Linked DNA regions of Anser cygnoides: region 2 is linked to region 1. A link is a contact called in public Hi-C data. All regions are on one chromosome and are shown on one strand. The core of a region is the stretch at or near the end of the contact, and the rest is flanking DNA. Distances in the headings are between cores, read along the strand shown. Region 1 overlaps LOC125184512 (a long non-coding RNA gene). Region 2 overlaps SCAMP4 (secretory carrier membrane protein 4).

Region 1 (5,638 bases), core at 491-2,990:
AAAAAAGCCCTGCAAAGCCCCGCGGGTGCTGCTGGGGTGAAAGCCCAGCCAGCGAAGCCATCCCGCTGCCTGGCCCCCAGCCCCCCTGCCTCCCCAGCGCGGTGTCACGGCAGCTCCCCAGGGATGCGTGAGCCGGGGCACGGCCACCAGCCCTGCCACGGGCTGGAGTCGGAGCGCTGAGAGACCCTCCCCGGGGGTCTCAGAGGCCTTGGCTGGGAAATGCAGCAGCACTTGCAAGCGGCACTCACTCACTCCTCGCCTCCCAAAGCTCCTTTTCCCTCTGGAAGAGGAAATGAGTTAATTGAATGGATGAATTGAGCAAGGATTAATTGAGAAGCAGAAAACAAAGCTGTATATTTGCAAGTGAGACGTGAAGTACGGCAGGACCTGCCCACCACTCTCTGCTGCAGGCGCGCAGAGTTTCTGACCCCGGCTCGTCCCACTCCGGCCCCAGCCACTGGATGCCCTCGTGTCCATTCACGCCCTGCTGCGTTGCATCACCAGTTGAACGCGGGTGCATGCCGTCTCCAAAGCAACTTGCAGCTAAAAATGGGTAGAAAGTTTGATCTGAGCCCTTGCCAAGATTAATTTTTAATTGCTTCTAATTTCACTCTGCTGGGCTTGGCGAGCCCAGCCCGGCAGAAAGGTCGGGTGGCAGGTGCGGGGCTGGGTTACCCACGGGCAATGCTCCGGCCGGATGGCACACCGGCAGTCTGCAGCCCCTGAGGGCTTGGACTCGTCAGCTCTGGCAGCAGACAGGACCAGTGCCCTGCAGTTTTCTGCCTGTCCCCACTACGGTTGTGTGGGTTCCCGGTTCGGCCCCTGCTCCCCATGGCTCTCAGCGGCCCTGGGACCCCCTCTCCATGCCTCCAGCTCATGCAATTCGGCATCTTGATGGAGCCCCTGAAGCCAGGGACTTGCAATTTTTCAGCTGTTGCTTTAGCACATTCAAATGACCCACGTGGTGTTAGAAATTGCCATTAAATCCCAAATACCTCCTGGCGTTCCTGGGTCCATTCCTGCCTCCCCCTTCCCATCCCATGGCTGGGCATCAGGGGAGCGTTTCTGGCATGGAGACATGCAGGGAAGCCCAAATTCTCTGCTTACGTGCCCTGGGAGGCATCTCCTCTGCCCAGCATCTCCCTGCCCTGCTGAGCAGGGATTAGGAACCTGCATTCCCAGGGCAGCTCGCGGCTGCTGTCGGAGAGAGTGCAAATTGCCTGGTCCTGGCTCAGCGCCCCGGCACCTTCCACAAAATCCCCCGAATGCGCCACGCTTGCGCTGACAAAGCAAACATTTATTCAAATGACAAAGGTCACCCCTTCCTTTTTTTGACAGCTATTTTTGTCTATTTTGCTAAAGTCCAAGGGTAAAGGAACTGCAGAGGCAGGCATGGCATGCTAAGGATGAGGCTCCAACCCTCACGTCAGTGTGTTGGAGAGATTCAGGAAAGAGAAAATGAGCCTAAGCAGCCATCCCGGGCAGGAGCTGGGAGGAAGGGCTCATCCGACCTGCTTTTCCCAGAGCAGGGAGGCCAGGGCAGCCCCATGAGAGCCCGATGGTCCCATCCCCAGGCACCATGTGCCATCAGCAGGGACCTGCTCCTTCCATATCCAAGCACCCCTCGGCCAGCCTCCGGCACCGACATCCCCCCCAGAGCAACCCAACGAGCTCCAAGAGGACGTTTGTGAATATTTGCAGGATGCATTCGTTCACTCAGGGGGTGCGCAAACGGGCAGCTGGGCTCCCTGCGAGGTGCTGGCTGTGCGGCTGGCTTTCACCAGCACCCCGAGGCTGTGGGAACGGTCACAGCCCAGCGTCCCCGCCTGCACAGAGCAGCCGTGAGCATCTCAGCAGCGCCCAGAAAGCGGCACCGCGGTGGCACTGGGTCACAGCCAGCACCTGAAGATCCTCCTGGGAAGGACCTCCCGGGTCTGGACCTGCTGCTGGGACCTGTTCAGTGCAGGGGTGTCCGCTGGGCATGGCGCAGTGCTGGGGGGGGGGGGGGGACACACATGGTGGGAAGGCGACGCCAGCCCCCTTTGGAGCCGGGAGGTGCTGGCAACAGTGCGGGGATCCGCAGACCCCAAACACCTTGTGCTCCCTGAGCCGGTGAGCCCCAGCCTGGCCCCGCGTCCCCGCACATCGCAAGGAGGCAGATGTGGCTGGGTCCTCACGGGACACAACCATGAGCCTTGCCCCCGTCCTGGCCGCTGTTTCGCCTCTGTGTGAGCAGCTCTGCCCAGCCGCAGGCAGCAATGAAGGCAGCGAGCCTGCCCCAGCTCTGCCCCGGCCCTGCAGCACGGCACAGCCCCGAGCCACCCGGCGCCACGCCGAGCCCACTCCCTTCTCGCAAGGGTGCCTGACTCACGCCCGAGTTACAGGAAAACCGTCCTGCGAAACCACATTCCTGGCGGTAAATCCAGGCTGGGAGCAGCTCTCGCTGGGGTCCAGCTGCCAGCGGGCTCCTCGGCTGAGCAAACAGCTTCCTGCTGCGAACGCTCTCCTGGTGCTCCTGCATCCCTGAAAAGCCACCTGGAACGCAGCTTTCCTGCAGAGCCCCGGCCAAGGCTGGTGACGGCATGTCCCCAGGGAGCCACACGCCGGAGGAAGAACATTTACCAGAAACCGCCGGTGGACCTTCTCCAGTTGCTCCAGAGAAAATCCCGATGACAGCAGAGCTCCCCTGCGAGGTCTGATGACACGGTTTTCCCTGCTGTGACCATCTGTGCCGCCTGCCGTTAATTCCTGCACGTTAGAGAAAATCCTCCCGAATATTAAACCCGCATGAAGGCACTGGGAGGCTGCCGACCTGCCCTGGGCATCCCCAGCTCTGCCCTCGCCCCTCCTCTGCACCCAGCCTCACCTCCCAGCTCCGGCCATCCCCAGGACACCACCGGTGAACACTGGAGCACCCAGCCACGCAGGGCACCCAGCGCTCCCGCCGCCTGATTCCACCCCTTTGCATTATTTTAAGCCTCTTTCTATTTACTTTTTGCACCGCTTCCCTTGCTGATAGCAGCACCCCCCAAACCTGCCGTGGCCCCAGAAAGCAGCGTGACCCTCAGGGCGTTAGCGCCCGGCTCACGCGCTGGGTGCGAAGCCCACCCCAGGCTGTGGGGGCAGGCTTATAGCAGCAGATTTCTTCTGCTCTTCTGCTCTCTCTCTCTCTCTCTAATACAAATCCTGTCCCTGCCACAGGGCTCCGAGAGGACTCGGTGTGTGACAGATGCACACTGTGGGGTTTCTCCCAAAGCAAGATGTTGCCTGGCCAAGGATGTCGATGTGGTGATTTCAGAAACGTCATCCACTTAGCGGAAGCAAATCCCCAGGCTGCAATATTGAAGTGACACTTCACAAACTGCACCGAAATGGGGCAGTGCCTGGGCTGCCCACCCTGACGGTGTCACCGCCAGCCACGATGACTCTGACACCCTGAGCTGCTTCGTTTGATGGGAAACCTCCCCTCCTGGACCACTTCTTGGGGGAAGATGTTCCTGGATCACGCTCAGGAGTTTGTTTTTTTTCCCCTTCATTTTGCAGTAAGGAAGCAATTCCCAGGCACCCTGACCCATGTAGGCAGGTTCTTGGCATCTGCATTTTGCCTCCACGGCTTTCCTTGTTGCAGGGAGATTGACAAATGCCAGACCCATGCAGCTCCCAGGGCACGTGCTCAGGTGTGGTGGTGGCCGGAGAGCATCGGAGCTCAAAGCTTGGACGCAGCCTCGGACCCACTTCAGGTTTGTTTCCCTCTGCTGAGCCAAGTCCTGCGGACTGAGACATCCGTCCATGCAGGGTGAACCCCCCCAGCATCTGTTTTTCTAAGAAATGAAAACTAAACAAGGGCTGCTCTGTCCCAGCCATGCCCGAGCAGCGTGACTTCCCTCCTGCTAACCCCTTCTCTTGGCTGCACAAGAGGACACGAGGCAAAGGTCGCCGTGATACTGGCAAAGTGCAGGACAGACGGACAGGTCCGTGTGTCCGTGGGTGCTGGTTCCTGCCTGTGCCGAGTGCCTGTGGGGTCCCTGTGGGAGCTGGGCGGACGGAGGCTGCTGCCTGGGCAGCCCGCAGGTGCCAGCCCCGGAGCCATTGCACCAGCACAGCTGCTGGGAAGGGGACAGCTCAAACCCTTTGTGCTCTGGGGCATTTTCACCCACTTATTTTCAAGTTTTCACTGCATTAATCATTTTTTTTTTTTACATCATTTAATGCCTGCATATCTTCTGAGGTGTGAAAATTGAAAAATAGCTTAGATAAATATTAAAATACACTTGTAGACCCTCCTGGAAAACACCCATGACAAGAAAATCTGCCTTGCCTTGCCTTGCCTTGCCTTGCCTTGCCTTGCCTTGCCTTGCCTTGCCTTCCCTTCCCTTCCCTTCCCACCACCTTCTCAATGTGACCACCTGCAGGCAATATCCCTGTTCCCAGCTGCAGCACGACGCGGGCTTTCCCGGACGTGGGTACCCAAGTGCACATTTGGGGTATGCTGAGAAGCATCACCGCCTCCTCACCTCCTCCCTTGAGACTCGGCCGTGGCTGTTCCCATCCTTTGCCCACTGGAGCCGGGTGGGGAGCCCGGCCGTCACGGCTGTGAGTCACGACCTGGGCAGGAAGGTGCTGGGAGAAGTTTGGGTCCCAGCTGGGACTTCCAGCACCGAGCCAAGAAGGCTGTGCGTTTTTCCCCTTTGCTGGCTGGATGAAGAACATCCCCTCCGCCTGGAGCTCCCACGTCTGGGTCTCCGCAGCCCCCTCCCACGGGTGTCCTGAGCCAGCAGCTCCCTCCCCTCGGGACAAGCAGCCGTGGCCCCATGGGGGCGCAGGGGCAGGCAGAGGCGCGGGGTCCCCGCTGTGATCTGCGGGTGCCCCGTGCTCAGGAGGCCGAGCAGCACTCACCCTCCAGGCACCCTACGAGGTGTCGGCCAGGCGTGGAGGTGCCCGGGACCCGTGTGGACACCCGTCCTACGTGTCCTAAAAGCCTTCCTGGGCAGCAGAAGTGACCCTGGGGTTTATCACACTGCCAAAAAAAGCCATTTGTGCTGCGACAGCAGATCCGGCCGATGAGGGCTGTGCCAGCAGGGCGGAGGGGTCACGGCCACCGGCAGGTGCTGGCGGGCGGGTGCTGAGCGGTGCCAGGTCCGCCTGTGTCCCTGTGGCAGAGGAGGGGGTGACGGGGGGACCCTCCTTGCACCCTGGGGGTGTCATCGATGCTTGCCACAGCTGCGCTCTCCTCCCTTTTGGGTATCTCCTTCCAGAATAGGCAAAGGAAGTGAAAGGTGTGCAGAAAACACCTGGATCACCGTTAGCCTTCTTAGCAGCAGGGGCACATTGCTGGTTCTTGTTCAACCTGGTGTCCACCAGAACTCCTAGGTCCCTTCTGCCAAGCTGGGCGCCCCCAGCGTGTCCCGGTGCCCAGGGCTGCACTTCTCCTTGGCGAACTACACGAGATTTTTGGCAGCCCAGCTCTCCAGACTGTCCTGCCCCCTCTGGAGAGTCGGCCACTGCGCCCAGCTTTGTGCCACCTGCGGAGTTACTGAGGGTGCGCCCCTCCCCATCACCCAGAGGGTTGATGGAGATGTCCAACAGGGCAGGACCCACCACCGACCCCCAGCGATTCTCTCCCCCAAGCCTGGCCACG
Region 2 (6,169 bases), core at 704-3,203, 870 kb before region 1:
CTTGCCCCCTGCTCCTGCCAAGCCCCTGAGCTCCGGCTCTCGTCCAAGGTGTGCGGCGGAGGAAAACCCAAGCACCAGGGACCTGCCCCGCTCGTGGCAGCAGCAGGAGCTCAAACCTGCACCTCCTGCAAAGATTTTGAGGGCTTGGAGCAAGAATCTGAGTAAAAGCTGTTTCATCCTCATACTCACCATGTGATGGATGCAGCAGCAAGCAGCTGCTGGAAATCCCTGATTTCACACTTCCATAACACAGCCAGGAGCAGAGAGACGGACATTCAGGGTGCAGACAACCAGCAGCCCCCTAAATGCTATTTAATACCTAAACCAGTGCCTGGGGCTTTCCGTCTGACCCTGCTGCCTCACTGAATCGTGCTCAGGCCAATACATCAAAGCTGCCATCGACTTTCTGAGAGCCCAGCGCAGCCCGGCTGCGGGCAGAGCCGGCAGTATTTGCAGGAGGTGATGCCAACCTGCCCCATGCATGCTTGGAGCAAAACAGCTCAGGGAAAAGGTGCTGCTGTGAGACTTTTGTGAACATGAGGACTATGCAGTCTCCTGCCAGCGAAGGTGAGATGCTAATGGCTGCAGAGGGGGCACAAGGCTTTGGAGATGAAGAAAACATTGAGATTAGCAGATGTGGGATCGAGCAGCTGAGATGAAAACAGCTCTTCTAGGATTACGAATCCGCTATGGAGCAGAGCTGGGGTATGAAGCCAGGATAGCATCATTTGGGGCAGTAAATCCAGCTGCACACTAAATAGAGTGATGCAACTCACCTTTGCTGTCAGACAGCCTGTTTGCCCCAGGAATGACGGGATCTTTCCAGGCAGCAAACCAGACAAGGCAGAGGCCAGCACTGCAAAGGGCCAATGTGAACGTGTGCTGCTAAGGAGAGGCCAGGAAGGAGGGTTCAACCCCGGCGCGCCCCATCACCTGCACTTCTCCATAGCTAAGAAATGAGAATAATGGTAACATCGGTGTAAAACACTTGTCAGGCATCTGCAAGAACACAAACTACAGCACGCCAACTCTTGTGGTGGTCCCCAGCAAGAGGGTGAGCCTCATCCATAAACGTGCTGTTCTTTTAAGGGAAAAAAAAAGTGGTGGGAGACTGGAAGAAAACAGAGATTTCGCCATTTCCCTCTGCCAGATAACTCTGGTTACCTAGGAACAGACACACTTCTCTAATGCAGCCAGTTCTTCTCATCAAGCACAGGATGAGCATTTATTGTCTTGTGATCAGAAGAAAAACACAAACAAAAACCAGAGCCCCACAAGTGACACGAAACATCGCACACGTACATGCCGCATGATGCCGAACGAAACCGGGAGCCAGGTCCAGGTTAATGGTGTTAAGGAGTCTTAGAAATCTAATGTAAACATTAAAAAACATACAGAGGAGTCGGAAAAAAAAAGCCACAGCAGTTCAGGCAACGTGTTGAGTCAACTTTCTGGAATTACGGTTTCTGGCATCTAAGAGGATGGAGGGGGGCGATGTGTTTGGAGATGGCAGCTCCCGTCCAGGGAGGTTTCATTTAAGCTCCTTAGAAATCTCAGGCAGTGTTTGCTAATGGATCATGATATTGGTGTCTGCCTCCAACCATTTTGGTTTGCAGGCTCCTAAGTACACACCCCTCACCGCATCAAGAAGGTTGGAAATGTGAGGATGGGTGCTTTAAAAGAGACCCCCGGGTTATCCAAGGGGAAAAAGAGAAGCCGGACTCAGGAGTCCCCTGGCAACGCTTCTCCTCTTGGTTCAATTGAAATCTCCAACCTGAAACACTAAAAAAAAGAAAGACTGCAATTTCTGCTGAAAAAAAATTTGGCAAAAGGCCGAGGATGGCAGGGGTCAGAGCCAGAGGAGAGCGTTCCACGGGCACCCCGCGTCTGGGCCCCCAAGCACGGCCACCCTCGAGTGCGGCCCCGCTCACCTCACCTCGCTCCCCCGTAGCGCAATCGTATTTCCAGGGAGTTCATCGACAGGCAGTTCTTTTATCACTCTCTGATGGCAAGCGACAAAGAACACTTAAAATTTCACTTGACACAAGACAAAGGCACCTAAAAGCTTGACAACACGACCGGGTCGTATTCTATTAAGAAGGCATCAAGCATTTGTACTTACAAGCACATTGCACACTCGCAAGAAAAAAAAAAAATCACCCTTGTGTTTGAAGCATGAGGCAGAGCCAGCAAAAGGCTGGCTCTGCAGCAGGGGGTCAGTGTTGCTTGTAAACTGAAGTTCGCGGAGGCTCTGACCTCCCATTAATGTTTGCTTTTGCTTTGGCCCTAGTAACAAAGGTGTCATGCAGACTCCAAGCTGTACTTCACTTAGTATTTACAGTATGACACGGGAAAAGTTAATAGAGTGAATGGGAAGTTTTGCCGGGGGGGTGGGGAAGGAAAAGTTCTCCTTCATGAACTAACATTTTATTAGATAAGGCACATGTAGAGACAGTTTTCAAAAGACCACTTGCAAATCAGTTCCACCTAGCAAGGACAACCTCCCTGTCCCTTTCCAGGAGCCAATTTTGCTTTCCAGTTATTTAGTGTGGACGTGGAGTGACTCCACTTCCAGTGTAACACCTCTGGCGTCACCTCCTACAACTGGCCAGGCTCTGGGCCTGACTCTCAGGGTGCCCCACACCTCTCAAGTCTCCAGACTGGAGCACTCTGCCCTTCACTGTCCGTTGAAATTCCCAGAGCTGCAAACATTGAACACTCAACTCCCTGTAAAAATATCGGGAACTGACCTCCCAGTTTTAACAGGTTTGAGAAAGTTCCTAGCAGGCTGTTGAAGGAAAGGAAAAGACTGCAGCCTTTGCTGCTTGGATCATTTTAGGACACAGGGGAATTGGATGGCTCAGGCTCCAGGAGTCCTGATGTACATGCATGAGATGAAGATGAGTGATGAGACTAATGCTAGCTCTCAGGGGAAACAACCCCTCCCAAGAGCGTTATCCTCTCTTCAGCTGATTCCTGGGGAAAGGCAAGAACCTCTCTCCCCCTGCTCGTACAGGGAAGGAAATCACTGCTGGCGACGCAGACACGTACCAGCTCTGCACAGCTAGCGTCAGCTACGAGGACTAACGAGCTTTCTGAGACAGCTCACTGCAGAACGGTTGGATTTTAACTGCGTCGGTAGAAGGCAGAATTCAATTTATCAGTTGTAATGGAATTACTCCCAAACCACACTGGGGCCCCAGCACTGAGATCAATAGTTAGCTGGCACCCAGCTACTGGCCAGGAGCCCAGAAAAAAAAAAGGTGTCCCAACAGGACAAGGCGTGTCCAGTACGGCATGTATTGGGTCAGCACAAAAATCCTGACGCCACGTACCTGGAATTTAGATGGCACAGAGATCTCGCGCTGCCTGCCTGGAAAGGGGTGAACGTCACCCAGGCAGCCAGGTCCAAAGCCCAACAGCAGTCAGCTTTTCAATAGTTTCCAGTGGGCTTTGAATCAGGCTTTTAGTGAGCAATCAGTAACAAAATGAGATGAATCTGCATCTCCGCAGCACACGGATCTAGCAAAAACTTTTGGAGGCAGGGAAAGCAAGACTTCTATCATAACAATAGTCCTAGCCAGGCAAATGAGGACTCTTGTGGACTTAGTATCTGAACAACGCTCACCCGCAGCAAGCGCTGTTATCTAAAGGATTCTTCACCCGAAAGCGCAAGCAAATGAAGCTGTAGATTTTACAAATACCTTCAATATCACTAGTACCAGGTAATTCAGGTGTTGCGTTTCCCTTAGAGTGAAAAATTCCAGATCATTCATCCGGGAGAGCAAACACCGGTTGCTACTAATGCTCTGATTGTGTTTGTTACAACTACAGACGATTTGGCGGTGCGCTGTGCATGTGATGAAAACTAAGCGGGGAGGCAGGAGAAGGAGCGATTCTGGTAGTGTTCACCGTCACGGGGAAGCCAGCCTTCTTCACATATGGTCATGAGAGCAGTCCTCAAGCAAGGGCAGTGAACGGTTGGTTCCTCAGTCTGCAACAAGGCAAATACTGGTAACAACACAAACAAACAAAAAAACCATCTTTCTGATAAGGCCGTGCAGAGCTCCCGAGGTGCCGTGGGCTGACAGCACACATCTTCTGCAGTGACGAGGAGACAAAAAAAAAGAAAGTCCCCAGAAGACTGGGGTACGTGTAGGGGAATGCAAATGATCTTTTCAAATAACAATAATAAAAGGACCAAAAAAGAAGAGAATCCAGGCAATTTGCAGCTGTTGCTGCTTAAGGCCATTGGTTTCCCGGGGGATAGTTGGGCACTGTGGGATACTCTGGCAGGCTGTTCCCAGAAAAATTGCTGTACTGGGCCTCCCTGCTGGGGGGGTTCCTCCATGCACCGCTGTTCCACTCATCCTGAGCTTTCTGAAAGCTTCCACCAGCCCCTCGGTAGATCTTGTGAACCTAACGGAGTAAAACAAGAGGAAAAATCAGCAGTAGGTACCTACACCTCTTCCTGAGAGGACTTATAGTCATTTTGGTACTGTATTTGTTCCTCTCTCTCTGCAAACTGTTTTTCCAAGGGAGAAAAAAAGGCACAAAAACTACAATAACATAATGAAGAGGTGTAAATGGATAGTATCAATGCAAGGCTTGAACTTGTCTTAGCCATACACCTGGGATTTAGGTTGGGGATCCCACAGCAACAGTCCATGCAGCAAGGCAGCTGGCCCAGGTTAGCGGGCTGAAAACCCCATAAAACCGTCAACTGCTGCTTCAGTGGGGCTGAGGCTGAAGGACTCGGCTGTAGCACATGAAACAACCTACACCGGGAACCCAGGGACACAAAAGATCTGGTTTAAAGGTCACACCACCAGGCAACGCCTGACAGGGCACAGGGCAGTGGCGCTAACCATGGTGACAGGGGGCAAAACGCTGCCATGAACCTATGGCAAACTCCATGATGGCAACTACTCTGCGACAGGGTTGTGCTGGGCTAATTGCCTGTCCTCTTTCCCTTCTATCTTCTGTCCTCCTCTGCCATCAGTCTTCTGAAGCTTTCCAGAAGGTCTTATATCCAAATCCAGCGTTCTGCAGACAACCAAGGACCACTTGTCGTCCTGCCACCCTGTCCCTGCTGCGGGCATCTTGAGATGCTTCACCGTTACAATCCCAGCGACGCTTGGCTTAAGTGACATAAAGGAACATGGAACGGTGAACACGTCCAGCTCAAGCTGTCCTGCATTATCTGCATTCGTCCTCTAAATAGTCCGAGACACACCGACTGACTACACTACAAAACCTTCAGAGGCAGTGATGGCTCACAGTGGCTGCTGAGCTGCCTGTTCACGTTACTGTGATACAAAACACAGATATTCCAAGTCAGAGAGACGTCTGAGGCACCTACCCTTAAAATGCAGATGAGCATTGTGACCGCTGACATTGTAAACATAATGGCAGGAAACAGCATGAACACAGCAGATGCAACGTTGGTGCTAAAGAAAGTAATTGCTGCCAACCATCCGCTGCAAGAAACAAAGAAACAGTATCATTACTGCTCTCTTTTTTAAGCACAATTGTTACCAGAAAGATGGTTTACGCACACAGAGAAGTTACAAGGCAGCTTTAAAGCTCCCAAAATTGAAAAAAAAAAAACAAAACAGTGAAGACCACGGTCAGAGCTAAATGCAGCTCAGACAGGTATTTCCCCAAGGTCTCAAATCTGGCTTGCCAGCATCCCTTGCTAAGCCAGTCTCAGACCTTTAGGGGACAGCCAGCTGCACAGCGAGGCTTCGGGGAGAGAAGATTTATTCCCAGGACGCTTTTGGTGGTGCAGAGGTTGTGCAACCAGAGAACAGACCTGGGAACATGGAACATCAGGGTCCTCCGATCTGTAATGCATCTCCGTTCCCTTTGATGGCAACAACCAGACAGGGCAACTTGAGAGCATCAGCAGTTAAAACTAAATGCTGTGCAGAGTCTAGGACTTTCTATTATTTGCAGCTTCAGCAGGAATTGCTCTCAAGTCTCCAGAGACAGAAAGTTAAAATGCCAAATAATTATAACATAACCAGGGACAGACACTAAAATGCTTCCATTTATTTTAGGACAGCTCTCACAATACTTGCTCTATAGGCCAACAGTGAGTCATCATGCACTGCTCAACATGTGCTGCAAATACTTTGAGGGCAATGCTAAGAGAGGATCAGATCAA

Evidence for each region. Hi-C and Micro-C count contacts between places; a contact is called where the count stands out from the background.
Region 2: a Hi-C map of liver shows a contact between it and region 1, with 9 times the contacts expected there. The contact joins two enhancer-like sites. A contact is called at or near these places in 2 of 7 Hi-C or Micro-C datasets (both in liver).

What each region holds. Positions count from the first base shown.
Region 1 is chr27:4,384,498-4,390,135 of Taihu_goose_T2T_genome, reverse strand. LOC125184512 (a long non-coding RNA gene) reads left to right here. Exons shown (of 3, transcript XR_007168635.2): 3 at 1-938. Among named protein-coding and RNA genes, the nearest start is that of ANGPTL4, 9.4 kb to the right of the region's middle. Within about 2 kb of position 1,740, at least 2 of the 3 cell types and tissues checked have open chromatin away from gene starts, as enhancers often do. A contact at or near this core is called in liver, where this site is marked.
Region 2 is chr27:5,252,540-5,258,708 of Taihu_goose_T2T_genome, reverse strand. It overlaps SCAMP4 (secretory carrier membrane protein 4), which reads right to left. Exons shown (of 8, transcript XM_066983724.1): 7 at 5,363-5,480; 8 at 1,193-4,419. The coding sequence ends at 4,243. Among named protein-coding and RNA genes, the nearest start is that of CSNK1G2, 5.6 kb to the left of the region's middle. Within about 2 kb of position 1,953, at least 2 of the 3 cell types and tissues checked have open chromatin away from gene starts, as enhancers often do. A contact at or near this core is called in liver, where this site is marked.